Linked DNA regions of Ovis aries: region 2 is linked to region 1. Evidence: chromatin contacts called from public Hi-C data. All regions are on one chromosome and are shown on one strand. The core of a region is the stretch at or near the end of the contact, and the rest is flanking DNA. Distances in the headings are between cores, read along the strand shown.

Region 1 (7,824 bases), core at 3,691-6,190:
TCAGATGCATCCATTAATATCTCTGAGGGTCAAGGGTGGAACAGGACAGGGACCACACTTGCCTGGAGGCTGAGTCAGCACGTGACAGGAAGGACAGCATCAGGCTTCAATGTGCCCTGTATGTCTGTGAGTGCAACACAAATGCTCCCTGTACCTCAGTTTCCAGCTCTGTAAAATGGGCTCATGACAACCCCCAGCTTCTTAGGAGCCTTTAAGAAGCAAATGCGTTAGCACCCGACAAAGGCTCCAGATAATATCTTTCCTGGAGCATAGATGGTCCTCAAGAAACAGTAGCTGTGATGCTCCTTGCTGGTACTTCTGGCAGCAGGACTTCCTTTTCTGCTTTACAGGTTTTACTCTTTTGGTTACTTAGGTAAGAGATGCTTATTTCAAAGGATGTGGACTACACAGAATAATATATAGAAATGTCAGTATTCCCATCTTTCCTTTGGGCATGACTGCATTCGCATTGCATTTCTCCCATGGGTTCTTTCCATAGTTAATTAATTAACTTGGCTGTGCTGGGTCTTAGCTGCAGCACGTGGGGTCTTTCAGTTGCTCCATATGTTTTTGCATTGGTGGGACCGGACAGGTTCATTTGAAAACAGAAACCCTTTTCCTCATCGTACAAGACGCAGATGTGCACTGAAGAATGACCTGAGAATAAAGCCAGGACGGAGAGGCACTGCAACACAGGGGCCACGGACACAGAGAGGGCCAGCTCACTAGCTGTGTGACCTTGGGAAAGTTAATTACCTTCTCTGAGTGGGGTAACAACGGTTGCTACCTTGCAAGGCCGTTCCAAGGTTGAAGTGATGAATGCGTGTCATGAGTCTGTGTCACAGTGCCTGGCATACATTAACTGTTTAACAGATCTGAGCTATTATTATTGCAAGGAAGGTGGCACCACTGCCACCTCTCACCACCCAGAGAGAAACTCCCATTCGTTTAGATATTCCCTTATAGTTTGTCCCTATAGAAAAGGTTAATTTTTTAAAGAATGCTCTACCCGGTGGCTCAGACAGTAAAGCATCTGTCTGCAATGCGGGAGACCTGGGGATCCCTGGATCGGGAAGATCCCCTGGAGAAGGAAATGGCAACCCACTCCAGTACTCTTGCCTGAAAAATCCTGGTGGGCCAGTCCATGGGGTCACAAAGAGTTGGACACGACTGAGCAACTTCTCTTTCTTTCTAAAAGAATATGTAGCAACCGAGATCGTGGTTAGGGCATTGAACTTGAGCTCCAATGGGCTAGTGGCCGTGTGGGTTTGAACCCCACTCTCAGTAGATTCGGGTTTGGGCTTCCCTGGTGGCTCAGACGGTAAAAAATATGCCCGCAATATGGGAGACCTGGGTTCGGTCTCTGGGTTGGGAAGATTCCCTGGAGGAGGGCATGGCAACCCACTCCAGTATTCTTGCCTGGAGAATTCCGTGGACAGAGGAGCCTGGTGGGTAACAGTTCACGGGGTCGTAAAGTCGGACGCGACAGAGTAACTAAGCACACAAAAGAATATACAACACAGTCTGGAAACAAATGATAAGATTTTCTAAAGAAAATGCTTTAGAAACTTTTTTAACTAAGCTGGGTCTTTGCTGTGGTGTGCAGGCTGCTTTAGCTGTGGCACTCAGGCTCAGTGGCTGAGGCACGTGAGCTTAGCTGCCCTGCAGCACGTGGGATCTTAGTTTCCTGACTAGGGATTGAACCCACGTCCCCTGCACTGGAAGATGGATTTAAAACCAACTGATCACCAGGGCAGTCCCAAGAATATACTTTTAAGGAAGAGAATTCTCTATTGCAATAGAACTTAAGGTGCTGGCAAAAGGGAGTTTCAGGGGCCAGGTATTTCTCGGTTGGCTTCATGGCAAGAAGTGAAGGAAGAAGCTAATATGATTTGGAGCCATGATGCCTGGCACCCAAGGCCTGGCTCCCGATCCTTTCCTGGCTGTGAGGAGGGAGGGCACCCTAGGACACTGGTCCTCTCTTCTTAGCAAAGACTGAGACAGCACTGAGCATGCACGGAGGAGCCTGGTGGGCTGCAGTCCATGGGGTCGCAGAGAGTCGGACACGACTGAGCAACTTCACTTTCATTTTTATGCACTGGAGAAGGAAATGACAACCCACTCCAGTGTTCTTGCCTGGAGAGTCCCAGGGACGGGGGAGCCTGGTAGGCTGACATCTACGGGATCGCACAGAGTTGGACACGACTGAAGCGACTTAGCAGCAGCAGCAGCAGGGTGGAGGGGGGAGGCGGTGAGGGGGGAGCTCAGGCTTCTGTGCTTGACAAGGAGAAAGGCCCCTTCAAGGGAAGTCTACAGTTTTCCCTGGAGGGATCCTGAAATTTGCTTGATATGTGTCTGATTTGAGAAAAGACAACCGTCTCTCCAACGGTGTCTCACTGGTCTGGTACACAGTGGTAAGTGCTTTGACCTCTTTTCAAAGGAGAGTGGCCTAATGAATCCTTTGTTTTTGTCTGATTCTGAAAGTACTGCATTCGGATATTTCACTATTGTGTGTGCTCAGTTGCTTAGTTGTATATTAACTGTCTGCAACCCCATGGACTGTAGCCCACCACGCCCCTCTGTCCATGGGATTTCCCAGGCAAGAATACTGGAGTGGGATGCCATTTCCTTCTCCAGGGGATCTTCCCAACCCAGGGATGGAACCCACGTCTCCAGCACTGGCAGGCTAATTCTTTACCACTGAGCCACCAGGGAAGCTCCATTTCATTATTAGTGTGCATAAAATAGATAAGCAACAGAGATTTACTGTATAGCTCAGGAAATTACACCCAGTATCTTGTAATAACCTATAATGGAATATAATCTGAAAAGAAAATCACTATGCTATACACTTGAAAGTAACACAATATTATAAACCAACCGTACTTTAGTGAAAAAAAAAAAAAGAAGTAATACATTCAGAAAAGGGAACGATTTACTAATATCCTATCATCCTGAGGAAAAAAGGGAAGGACTGATGCTGAAACTGAAACGCCAATACTTTGGCCACCTGATGTGAAGAACTGACTCATTGAAAAAGACCCTGATGCTTGAAAGACTGAAGGCGGGAGGAGAAGGAGACTGCAGAGGATGAGATGGTTGGATGGCATCACCGCCTTGATGGACATGAGTTTGAGCAAGCTCTGCGAGGTGGTGATGGACAGGGAAGCCTGGTGTGCTGCAGTCTGTGGGGTCGCAAAGAGTCGGACACGACTGAGCGACTGGACTGAGTATCCTGAGACAATCGCTGAGTCTTTTCCCTTCTGTGTACTTGAGGTCAAACAAAAATTCTCATGGCCATTTGGTAAGGGACATATTGTGAAACTCTTTTTGCAGATGAGAAAACAGAAGCTCAGAAAGGTTAATAGACTGCCCCAAGGCCACAAAGCTAGTACTTGCTGGAGGTGGATTTGAACACGGGCCTCCAGGACCACTTAGGTTCTTAGAGAAAGGACAGACAGGACATCATGGTACAGCAGTGAAGTCTCTGGAATCAGCCAGCCCTAGGCTGGGACCCTGATCACACTTCTTGATTTCCAAATGACTCATTTGCCAGTGCTGAGTCTAGGTTAAGAATATCTGTCTATATCTAAAATGGATAACCAACAACGACGTTCTGGCACAAGAAACTCTACTCAACGTTATGTGGCAACATGGATGGGAGGGGCCCTGGGCAGAGAATGGACACACGTGTATGTGTTGCTGCCTCCCTTCACTATTCACCTGAAACTGTCACAGCCTTGTTCATCGCCTGTATGTCAGTCGCTTTGACTCTTTGTGACCCCATGGACTGCAGCCTGCCAGGCTCCTTTGTCCGTGGCGATTCTCCAGGCAAGAATACTGGAGTAGGTTTCCATGCCCTTCTCCAGGGGATTTTCCAGACCCAGGGATTGAACCCCGGTCTCCTGCATTGCAGGCAGATTCTTTGTAGGTATGAGCCAGCTATACTCCAATACAAAATAAAAAGTTAGGAAAAAAAAAAAAAAAAGAGTATCTGCCTCACAGAACGGCTGGGGTGGACTGTGACTCTTGCCCACAAGAGGGCAGCACCAGCCCAGAAGAAAGAGTCCTGACTGCGTACACTGACTAGCTCATCCTTGCCCTCTGCGCCCACCTGCCCACCAAACCCTCATCAGAGCACGGCTCCTCTGTCTCTCACTTGCCTCCGTGCCCCCAGTTTATACTAATGTATTCTTCCGTCTTGAAACCTGCAGGCTGCAATTTCCCCCCTAAGAGGGGAACATTCGGCTTCATACGTGCATGAATAAAACATGAATGCATGAACAGGAAGCCTGCAAAACATTCGATACCTATTTATCCGGGGCTGCTGCCAGCAGCCTGACAGCGTGACGTAACCAACCTTGCTTATTTCTGAGGGGGAGGTGGGGGGGCGGGGAGGGGGGTGACCATCCCCTAAACATAGATTAGGGGCGAGACGCCAAATGCAATTTGTGTCATAGAATTATCCTCATGGCAAAGTTTATAAACCAGACACCAAGCTGCTAAGGCTTCATGGCACATGCCAGAACTTACATGCCCCTCCCCACCCACAGGATCATACCTGTTGCCTCCAAGGCCGGCTAGGTCCCTGGGTCTCAAAGTCAGGCATGTATTGGAGTCACCTGGGAAACTTAAAAAAAAAAAAAAAAAAAAAAAAACTAATGCCTCAGTCCTGCCCACTCCCTGCAAGATCTGATGGAGCTGGTCTGGGGTGCAGCCTAGACAGTGGGCTTTTTTCCAAGCTCTCCAAGTGATTCTTTGTGCAGCCAAGTTGAGAAGCTTTGGGCTCTGCTTCTGATGACCTTGTGCAAGGAACCAGCTGGGACCCCAAAACACATGTGGACACGTGGCAGAAGGGAAGGATGTCAACACCATCTGATGTAAGGCCTGTGAGATGGAGGGGCGGCTGGGAGCCGAGCGTGGCCTGGAGCTTGGAGGCGGAACCCAAGTCCCTCTTGTGCAGCCAGCCTGAGCGGTCCTGCATGTCACCACAACTGTGCACCCGACTACAGCACAGGGGTCCCCCAGTCAGTGCCCCTGGGGGCTGACATATCAGAGATGGACATGCTCAGTCCTGCCTGACTCTGTGACATCACGACTGTAACCCTCCAGGCTCCTCTGTCCATGGGATTCTCCTGGAGAGAACACTGGAGTGGGTTGCCATGCCCTTTTCCAGGGGATCTTCCCGACCCAGGGATCGAACCTGCGTCTCTTACATCTCCTGCATTGTCAGGCAGATTCTTTACCATGTGAGCCACCTGGGAAGCCTGTATCATCAACGGAGCAACCATCAAACCTTCCCATAGCCTTCTCTGTACACGGCAGGTACCAAGAGGCACTGCTGGAGCTGGCCAACTCTCTTCAGGAGAAGGGAGGGCACCCCCGTCCTCCCCCACGTTCCACGAAAACCCCTGGAAAACCCCCGGGGCTCCGAGGGCTGAGACCACACTGGCTGGTGAGATGAGAAGACGTGATGAGCAGGGTGACAGCTAGGAAGCCACAAGCCACACGGGCAGGAAACCCACTCAAATCAACAGCAGGGAGCGCCTTCCTGAAAGGCCCACATCCTGTTTGCGAGCTGACTAGGGTCTTCCCAGAAGGTCTGTCTAGAGATGGTCTGAGCTCACAGGGTGGCTGGGTTCACAGCTTCCTGTCGTCCCTGCTGCTGGAGGCCAGCAGGGGCAGTGGAGCGTGGAGGAGGCTGGAGTCCAGTGTCTGCCCTCCCAGCCTCAGCCTGGGCTTCCTGGCAGCAGCAGGAGGCAGGGGCTCGAGGCACTCACACTCTCTCAGCCTTGGCATCTCCAGCTGTAAAACGGGCAGCAACCTGCCTTGCCTACCTCCTACTATGGGCTGAATTGTGCTCCTGCCCCCATCCTTCAATTCATTTTTTGATGTCCCAACCCCCAGGTCCTTCAGAATGGCACTGTATTTGCAGACAGGGCCTTTAAGGAGGTGGTCAAGCTAAAATGGGGCTTCCAAGGTGGCTCAGTGGTAAAGAATCTGCCTGCCAATGCAGAACACCAGGTTTAACCCCCTGGGTCAGGAAGACCCCCCCCCCCCACCGCCCCCGGAGAAGGACAAGGCAACCCACTCCAGTATTCCTTCCTGGAGAATCCCACGGACAGAGGAGCCTGGCAGGCTGTAGTCCACGCGATTGCAAAGAGTTGGACACGACTCAGCGACTAACACTTTCACTCTATGTAGGATGGATCCTGATTCACCACGACTGGTATCCTTAGAAGAAGAGGAAGAGATAACAGGGGGCACACGTGGAGAAAATGCACACGATACCTTGGGGGAAGGCCCTGTCTGCAAGCCGAGGAGAGAGGCCTTGGGAGAAACCAACCTGGAGGACACCGTGATCTTGGGCTTCCATCCTCCAGAACGGTGGGAGAGCCTGTTCCTCTGTGCAGAGATACTGCACGGTGCCTATCATGTAAGTCAGCCGGTCTGTTAAAGCAGTCCTAGTAAGCAACACACCTCCCGAGACGGGTGTGAGGGTCCCACGTGACAGTTCGTGAGAAGGTCCTAGGAAACGCAGAGTGCCATCCAGACGCAGAAGTGCAGCCCTAAACATGAACAAAACCATCCAAGGATGCCCAGGCTTGGAGGGAATTGACAAGCAGCCCTCAGTGGGTGTCACCCCCTGAACCTGGGTCTCCGTTATTGCAGGCGGATTCTTTACCAGGAATTCTTTACTCAGAGCTCTTCCCTGAGCCACCAGGGAAGCCCGTCAGTAGGGCTGGAAGCACAGGTAAAGCCCGCAGGGGGCTCTCTCCTCCTGCCTGTGTGGGACCCTCGTCTTATTTATCATGTCTGAAACCCGCCCTGTGTCCATGGAAGTATGGGGTTGGCCAAAAAGTTCATTTCTGTTTTTCTGTATTATCATTCAGAAAAACCCGAATGAACTTTCTGGCTGACCCAGGGTGTTTGCTGAGTGTTGCACCCAAGACCAGCGGTTCTTATGCAGGGCGTGAGCTTCCGTGTGATAGAACCGCAGAAAATCAGATAAGCGTTGCTGAGCATCAAAGTCAAGTTATGACAAGTGACAATGATGGGGTGGGGATGGCACAGACACATGGCCAGCTGAGGGCCGGGCACCTGCCTTCCCAGGCGTTTAATCCTCACCATGGCCTTACCAGCAGGGACACTCCCGGATATTGTCACACCAGGAGACAGAGGTACGGAGAGACAAAGTGACTTGCCGATGATTCACGGACAGCAAGTGGGAAGCAGAAATAACCAGAGAGACAGAGCGGGGACTTCCCTGGTGGTCCAGTGGTTAAGAACCCACCTTGCAGTGCAGGAGGTGTGGGTTTGATCCCTGGTGGGGGAACTAAGATCCCACACGCCTCGGAGCAACTGAGCCTGTGCCCCACAACTAGAGACCCTGCACCCCACAACCAGGGGCCCTGCACCCCACAACCAGAGACCCCACGTACCACAATGGAACATCCCACCCGCTGCAGCTAAGACCCAAAGCAGCCAAATAAATAAATAATTTTAAGAAAAGAACAAAGACAAAGGCTTTAAGAAAACGGGGGAAGGAGGGGAGAGGGTGGTTTGGGAGAGAGCGTGGGCACAGGCGGAGACGGGGTGAGGCCAGGATGAGAGGTGGACACAGCCTCCCCGAGGTCGGGTGGTGGGAACGTGGGCAGCTCCTGGGCTCAGGTGTGTCCTCTAGAGCTGTGTGTCAGGAGGCTGAGCCTGGAGCCCAGACATCCCGCTGCAGAGGGAGAAGGATCAGGGAGGCCAGTGGTAATTCAGAGAGGGCCGAGGGGGAGGGATGAGGATAGGATGAATTAGACGCCACTGAAGGCAAGG
Region 2 (7,824 bases), core at 3,179-5,678, 270 kb after region 1:
AGGAAAACTGAATCACTGTGCTGTCCTCCTGAAACTACACTTCAATAAAAAATAAACTATTTATTTTAACAACTATAAAAGCTAGATTATACTTCAATAAAAATCAAGTATACTTCAATAAAAAAATAAACTATTAAAAAATTTTTATTTTGGCCTTGTTTCATGGCATTTGGGATCTTCCCCATCGAGGGATCAAACCTATGACTCCTGCAGTGGAAGCACAGAGTCCTAAGCCCCAGACTGCCAAGGAAGATCCTACATTATTTTAATAACAAGCTGCAAAAAAAAAAAAAAAAAAAACCCAAGGACATCCTCCATCCTCACCCCTGGTTCACAAGAACCTCCTGTGTGCCCCACCCAGAGACTAAATTGGCCTTTTTAGGTTTTCATCCTGAAGAAATTCAAATGCATTTGTAATTGAATCTCATCCATAAGAGCCCAGAGGTGTCCGAGGTTTTAATTTCCTGCACACATCCTTATCAACTCCAGTCCTCAGTCATTTGAGAACACACATCAACCTCTGTAGGCAGGGCTACCCTTGGTGAACGGCTTGGACTATCCCAGCGGGTCTCCACCAAACTCCATCAAGCGCGCACAATACACCTTTCTCTCCATGCAGTTTCCACAGGCCTGTGTCTTCTCCAAACAGCCCAAGACTTAAACAGATGTTACATCCTTGCAAGTAGGTCAGTGCAGACTGGAGCCACCCGAAGCAAAGACCCAAGGAGAGGAAAATTAAATTGCATTCTCTCTTCTGCACACAGTGATGTTCAAATGGAATGGGTCCCCTCTTCTTGCTGCTATGTCATGTCAGTCGTGTCCTACTCAGTGTGAAAATTTCCTAGCCAGTCAGGTGGTTTAGTTGACTACCAGAGACCATCCCTGTGACTGCTGGCTTATGTGCAGCACAATTTCCAGTTAAACGCTGGCAAGGGTAAGAGATTTCAGAATCCACAGCTGGCCTGGGTTGCACCGGAGTCACTTTATCTACATCATGATCACCATCGAGTCTAGGCATCAGGGTCTCAGCCCTTCTGCACTGCCCCAGGAGACCCGATCCCCGGGGCCAAAAGTTGCCTGTCCCCTGCCTCGCTTAACAATGGGCGGTTTTCTCCCACGTGGGTCTACCTTGAGCATGTACAGGTTATTAAGGGAAAACAGACACAGATACACACACACAGAGTCCAGCTTTTCAAAGGTGCTTCTCAAATCACAGGTGACTTCCTGCTTCATTTCTACAGCTTCAGCAAAGACACTAGGTCATCTGTCTTTTCAGAAAGAAAAGGGAGAAGTGAAATGAAGCCTCCAAATATTAAAAAAAAAAAAGGCACCTGGGAAGATGAAATAATATGGTAGTAAATGTCATAGTAAATGACACGGACTTGGAAATCAAATAGGAAATAATATCATAGGCAGAGAATCTGCCATTACCCTTCTCTTCCCAAAAGTAAGCAGGGCCCCCAGGTGTGCCCTTCACCGGTATCTGAAAATGTTTCCTCAGAGGGACAGGCTGATTGACAGTGTAAAGATCCCAGAGAACATACACCTTGCACGTGGACCCTGTGTGCACGATCACCTATTGCACGTGGACCCCATGGGTGTGACTGCCTACAAACATAGGTTCTCAGGTTTCCTAAGAAAGCCTTTCTAGCAAACCTTCTATAATGTTTCCTTCTCAAATTAGCCATGAAGAAGTCTCACATCACTGCGGGTACCACAAGCTTTTAATTCTACCTTCCAAATAGCAGATGAAGAAGAAAATTAGGAGCAGCCAGAAAGAGCAAAAGCCATCGCAATCCAATTCATGGCAAGCAAACTATTAATCTTCATGAGGTTCATGTGGCAATGGACAGCCACGATCAGCCAAGCAAGGTGGAGTCCCAAGCAAGGGATGCCTCCACTCTTAGTAATCATAATGAACCCAATTTCCTAAGCCACTCCTTTCCTGGGCCTCCATCTGCTTTCTGCCAGTCACCTGTTGACTCCAGTTAGCATACGCCTCGAACCAGGCTTTCCCTCAGCCCAGGCTGGAAATGCCGAGAGGCCCCCAGCAGGTGGACTCAATTCCTTACCAATTCTGGGATCACAGTCAACTTCCTGTCTCCCAGCGCCAGCCCTGCCACTAGTATCCACCAGTCCTCTGCTTTCTAACTTCGTAAAGGGGCTTAGGCCACTCATTTGATCGAAGCCCAGCTTCATTTCTTTCCAAAAGCTTTAAACCATTGCAAGCTAAAACTAGGCCCATGCCTTTATCATTTGTTGTGTGAAAAGTTCTTTTGGTATTTTTTTTTTCCCTAGATGTAAAATAATTTATAAATGGTGAGCTTCCAGATCTGTGTCCACAAATTCCCAAACCCATAACACTCTGTATACTTCAAAAAATTCAGCTTTTGCCAACATTAGACACTATTATACGGAACATGAATAACCCACTCTATTGAGCAAAACTGGTTTGAGGCAAACTGTTAAAAACTGGAGGCAGCTGCTGATATACACAGCCCCGGTTTAGGTATCACATACTTTGCATATACAGAACTACAGGTATTTTTATTACTGTGCCTTTGCGTCTTAGTGATATACGTCTCTTTTAATATTTTAACAGTTAAACTCCTCCAAGGACACTCTGATATACTGACACGCTCCCCCCACACCCCAAGACAGAGTCCCTCCCTAATTCCAAAACTGCAAAGGCCTCAGGTACTGTCTGCAACTATGCGTTCAAACTACAAGTGCATTTTGTAAAACAAAAATCTAAACGGAAAAGAAAATGTGCTTTTGGCTACAGGGCTTACCAGCAGCATACATGTGACGGATGCAGGCAGGAACTGGGATCTAAACGCCTCTCATCTGACACAGAGCATAGAAAATGCATTTGACTTTCAGAAGCCCTGCTAAGTCTGCCACCCCAGGAACGGAGCTGAGTTTGAACAGCCCTCTCGTACCCACATCACTGACTTTACCCCACACCAGAGAGCTAGCCTGCTTGTACTTCCCTCTGACAGCAAGCCCCAAGTCTTAGGAGACTGTTGAGGAATGGTACAGGGCAACCAGCGACTGGCCCTCATTAACTGCACCCCAAAGGCCAGGGATTAATGGGACCATCGTGCAAAGCATGGCTCTATCTGGGGATGTGGCGCTTCAACAGCCAAAACCTTGTCCAGTTCTGTCTCCATCAAACTTGCTCACTAACACTCAAAGTCTATGACATTTGATTTCAGTTTCAGGTCAATAGTCAAGAAATGCCTTAACACTCTACACTCTGAAAAATCCCGTTTAGTCAAGACAATACTCAGTTCTGGAAGTGCATTCTCTGAAACCCAAGTTGGGACCACCTGCGCGGGGCAGGAGACAGCGGGTAAAGCAGGTATTTGCCAGTGCTGAGTCATTACAAGCTGTCTCCTCTGATATGTTATGCACCCCTGGCTATTTGAACATGAATACCCCCTTTCAGAAGGCAGATGGAATCCGTGTACAATGCGCACCATGGCGCAACACCTCCTTATACAGGAGAGAGACCACGGTGGGGAATTCAGGTCTACGAGTGGGCGGCAGAACTACACAAACTCACAGCTGCTCTCCAGGTCCTGTAACTTTATCCCAGACGCTGAGAGATGGCTAATGGGATACGAAGTGGGAGCATTCCCCCTGCAGCCCCAGCTCGGACCAGCGCCCCACACTTGGGCGCCTTTTCCTCTAAACTGTTAAATCCCTCCGTAATTGGCGGATGGAGAAAGCACCGGGAGAAATGATGCATAATGGATTTGTTCTCCAGGCGGCTAGGATGGGGAGTAGAGGACGCGAGATGCTAACGGGCTTTTCTTTCCATGTGCAGGTCACCTGAAAGCCGCGATGCCTTCCCCTCCAGGGGTGCTCCAGAACTCACCCTCTGGCTGTTTTTAGAGGGAGTAGGGGAGAGGGATGGTTTCACGCCCACCTGCCCGCTGCCTCTCTTCCCCGGGTCCCCCCAGCTCCTGCCGGCATCCACGGTCCCGCCGGCTCCCCGCTCGCCCAGCAGCCCGGGCCGGCAGCTCCCCCGGCGGCCGCCTCTGCACCACTCGCCAACCTCGTCGCCGGGCGGAGGTCATGCCCGCCTGCCCCCCGGCGCCCGGGCTGCCCCCTCCTCCTGCCAGCCGGGCACCTGGGAGCCGAGCTGGGGAAGGGGCCCGTGGCGGACTTGGCACGGGAGACTCACCAGGTAGGCGCCCACCGTGCCCTGCGCCAGCATCAGGGCACACTCGGACACCAGGAAGATCTTGATGTTGGAGAAGCAGGACACCTTCTTTTTCTTCTTCTTGTTCCTCTGCGCTTCGTCCCCCTGCAGCTCGCCGCTCCGGCCGCCGCCCGACGAGCCGCCCGGCTTCTTCGCCTGCATCCTTCCCCCGCCGCCGCCGCCGCCGCTTTCCCGCTTGCGCTGGGTGTCGGGGCCGCTGCCGGGCGGGGGTGCGCGCGGCGAGGCTGCGTGCTGTCCCCGCCCCGGGCCCACGGCGGCCGCCCCCGTCCTGCCGGGGCTGGAGAGGTGGAAGGCACAGCTCCTCGCAGCCGCCGCCGCGCTCGCCCCCTGCCTCCTCCTCTCCTCCTCCTCCGCCCTCCCTTCGCCTCCTCCTCCGGCTCGGGCTGTGCCAATCACAGGGGCTCCTCTCGCCGCCCGCCGCCGCCGCCGCCTCGCCGCCCGCGGACGCCCGCCGCTGCCATCGCCCGCTGGCTGGGGCCCGCGGGCCGCGCCTGCCCTCGTCTCCCCCTCTTCTAACGCGAGGCCCCGGCCTCGATCGCCGCTGCGCGCGCCCGCCGCGCCGCTCCGCGCCACCCGTGCGCCCCGGGGGAAGGCGTGAAGATACCGGCCTGGGGGCGCAGAGCGCGGCCCCCCAGCCGAGGCTTGGGAGGGCCCGGGTGGCCCGAAGCACGCGGGAGAGGGGGAGCCCTTGCGGAGTCAGGGAGCTGGTGCTCCGGATGGCACGAAGGCCGTGCCCGGCCCCTAGAAGGCGCTGCGGAGCGCGGGGCGCCGCCGCGGACACTGGGCGGTACTGCAAGGGGAACTCCGGGCGCCGAGGTCGCGTGCGGAGGCTCCCCCGCGGGGCGGGGACCTAGAGCTCCAACCTCGGGGCACTTAGGAGGGGAGCAAAGGTTTCTAGGAAGAGGGAGAAGACCGCGTACCTAGGAAAGGGTTGACGCTTTCCCCTACCAACTCCGCCCGCCCGGCTGTTTCTGGGGACAGATGTTGCGCTCTGGGCCGTGGGGACGCGCCGGAGGTCAGAGCCGCTGAGGCTTCCGCAGCCTGCTGGCCTCTGCTCCTGCTCTCGTAGGCCACTGGGTGTGCTCAAAGGTCCCAGACCTAAAGGAGAGAAAAGGAAGCGCAGCAAGGGAGAAGTTCCATTAACCCATCCGGAGCCGCGCGGTTCATCCATCGCCCCCAGCCAAGGGGTCTAGGCGGCTGCAGGGTCGCAGCGACCCCAGCAGAGGGCCTTGTGCAGCACGCCTGCGTGCCTGGAGCCCATCCTGAAGAACGATGTGGCCACGCGGCTGAAGGCCGCGGGAAGCTATTAGCCACAGGCCTGCCTCGGTCCCCACCCCTCCCCTAGCTTTGTGGCCGGGCCCCTTCCTTGCCTTGGCCTGAATGTCTGCCCCCACCCCCCTCCCTCGCAGCCACTCTTTTTAATCATTACCAGGAGTTTGGGCCACAGGGCACTACCAACAGGATCTGCTTGTCCCCAGATGGCTTTTGGAAGCTCAGTGAAGCCTGGAAAGGACTGGACACTCCTGGTACTGATGAGTACCAGGAGGCACTCAGCATCTTCCACTTGGTCCACTGGGGGGGGGCTTAACCAATCATTTGAAAAACCTCTCCTTAATAACTGTGGAAAATTCTGAAAGAGATGGGAATACCAGACCACCTGACCTGCCTCTTGAGAAACCTGTATGCAGGTCAGGAAGCAACAGTTAGAACTGGACATGGAACAACAGACTGGTTCCAAATAGGAAAAGGAGTACGTCAAGGCTGTATATTGTCACCCTGCTTATTTAACTTCTATGCAGAGTACATCATGAGAAACACTGGGCTGGAAGAAGCACAAGCTGGAATCAAGATTGCCGGGAGAAATATCAATAACCTCAGATATGCAGATGACACCACCCTTATGGCAGAAAGTGAAGAACTAAAAGCCTCTTGATGAAAGTGAAAGAGGAGAGTGAAAAAGTTGGCTTAAAGCTCAACATTCAGAAAACTAAGATCATGGCATCTGGTCCCATCACTACATGGCAAATAGACAGGGGAAACAATGGAAACAGTGACAGACTTAATTTGGGGGGTCTCCAAAATCACTGCAGATGGTGACTGAAGCCATGAAATTAAAAGACACTTACTCCTTGGAAGGAAAAGTTATGACCAACCTAGATAGCATATTCAAAAGCAGAAACATTACTCTGTCAACAAAGGTCCATCTAGTCAAGGCTATGGTTTTTCCAGTGGTCATGTATGGATGTGAGAGTTGGACTATAAAGAAAGCTGAGTGTCGAAGAACAGATGCTTTTGAACTGTGGTGTTGGAGAAGCCTCTTGAGAGTCCCTTGGACTGCAAGGAGATCCAACCAGTCCATTCTGAAGGAGATCAGCCCTGGGTGTTCATTGGAAGGACTGATGTTGAAGCTGAAACTCCAATACTTTGGACACCTGATGGGAAGAGCTGGCTCATTGGAAAAGACCCTAATGCTGGGAAAGAGTGAGGGCAGGAGGAGAAGGGGACTACAGAAGATGAGATGGTTGGATATTATCACTGACTTGATGGACATGAGTTTGAGTAAACTCCGGGAGTTGGTGATGGACAGGGAGGCCTGGCATGCTGCGGTTCATGGGGTCACAGAGAGTCATACACGACTGAGCAACTGAACTGAACTGAACTGAATAACTGTGTTTAAGAAAAAGACCCACTCTTCTAGGCTGCTGGGTACCAAAGCAGGCTTAAATCTGAAACTGAATCATAATTAACACTTTTATAATTTCTACTTACTCCCAAAGAACTTGAGTGAGAAGGAATGGTGTAATGGTGGGGGGTGTTGTCTTGCAATACCTTTTAAATACAAACTGATGCTTCCTGCTGTGGGCCCAGACATGATCTCAGCTAGGCTTGGTGTCCCTTTCGGATTCTCCCCTCCCCTTGTCTGGGCGGTCTCCTCTCTGAATTGGTTCTCACCACAGAGGTCTTTTTCCATTGCCCCTGACCCCTGTCATTATCAGCTATCCCATTCCCCAAGAAACTATCACCTTCCTTGGGACCCTCCCTTTCTCGCCACATCCTCCCCTCACTCAGAGCCAAGTTTTCCATGGGTCACTCCTCGCACACCCTCAGCCTGCTCCATCACTCTGGCATCATGACAGCACCTCATCACTTTTTCCCAAGACGACCCTTGATGAGCTCGCCCGCTTCCCTGCCTTCCAGAATGTGAGCTACAAAGCTAAGACCCTTTACTTGCTTCTGAACAGAGACCTTGTCACTATTGAACTAGCTTTTAAAGTGCAGTCTAGTCTTCAAGTCTTATTTACATACTTTGCGATAACAAGAGCTAATGTCTGTTGTGTGCTGACTCTGGCCAAGCATGGTTCTTCTAAGTGCTTCACCCCCATTTACAGTTGAAGCCACTCGGCCATCCCCTAAACTAGATACTATTACTAGCTCTGTTTTACAAATAACAGGCCCAGAAACATTAACTACATGTACCAATGTCACAAGTATCCCATAAGTGGCAGGACCAGCATTTGAAACCAAGGTGTCTGCTCTCACAGCCCCAGTTTGGAACGCCTTATATATTATCTTGTTTATCACCCAGTGGTCTG

What was found. Hi-C and Micro-C count contacts between places; a contact is called where the count stands out from the background.
Region 2: a Hi-C map of hypothalamus shows a contact between it and region 1, with 5 times the contacts expected there. The contact joins the promoter of SLCO3A1 here to the enhancer-like site in region 1. A contact is called at or near these places in 4 of 16 Hi-C or Micro-C datasets (blood, hypothalamus, liver and 1 more).

Annotation. Positions count from the first base shown.
Region 1 is chr18:14,360,096-14,367,919 of ARS-UI_Ramb_v3.0, forward strand. The region is part of intron 2 of SLCO3A1 (solute carrier organic anion transporter family member 3A1); the gene reads right to left. Among named protein-coding and RNA genes, the nearest start is that of TRNAK-CUU, 110 kb to the left of the region's middle. Within about 2 kb of position 4,941, at least 12 of the 54 cell types and tissues checked have an H3K27ac peak or open chromatin away from gene starts, as enhancers often do. A contact at or near this core is called in hypothalamus, where this site is marked.
Region 2 is chr18:14,629,330-14,637,153 of ARS-UI_Ramb_v3.0, forward strand. It overlaps SLCO3A1 (solute carrier organic anion transporter family member 3A1), which reads right to left and starts at 4,429. Exons shown (of 11, transcript XM_060401578.1): 1 at 4,193-4,429. The coding sequence starts at 4,372.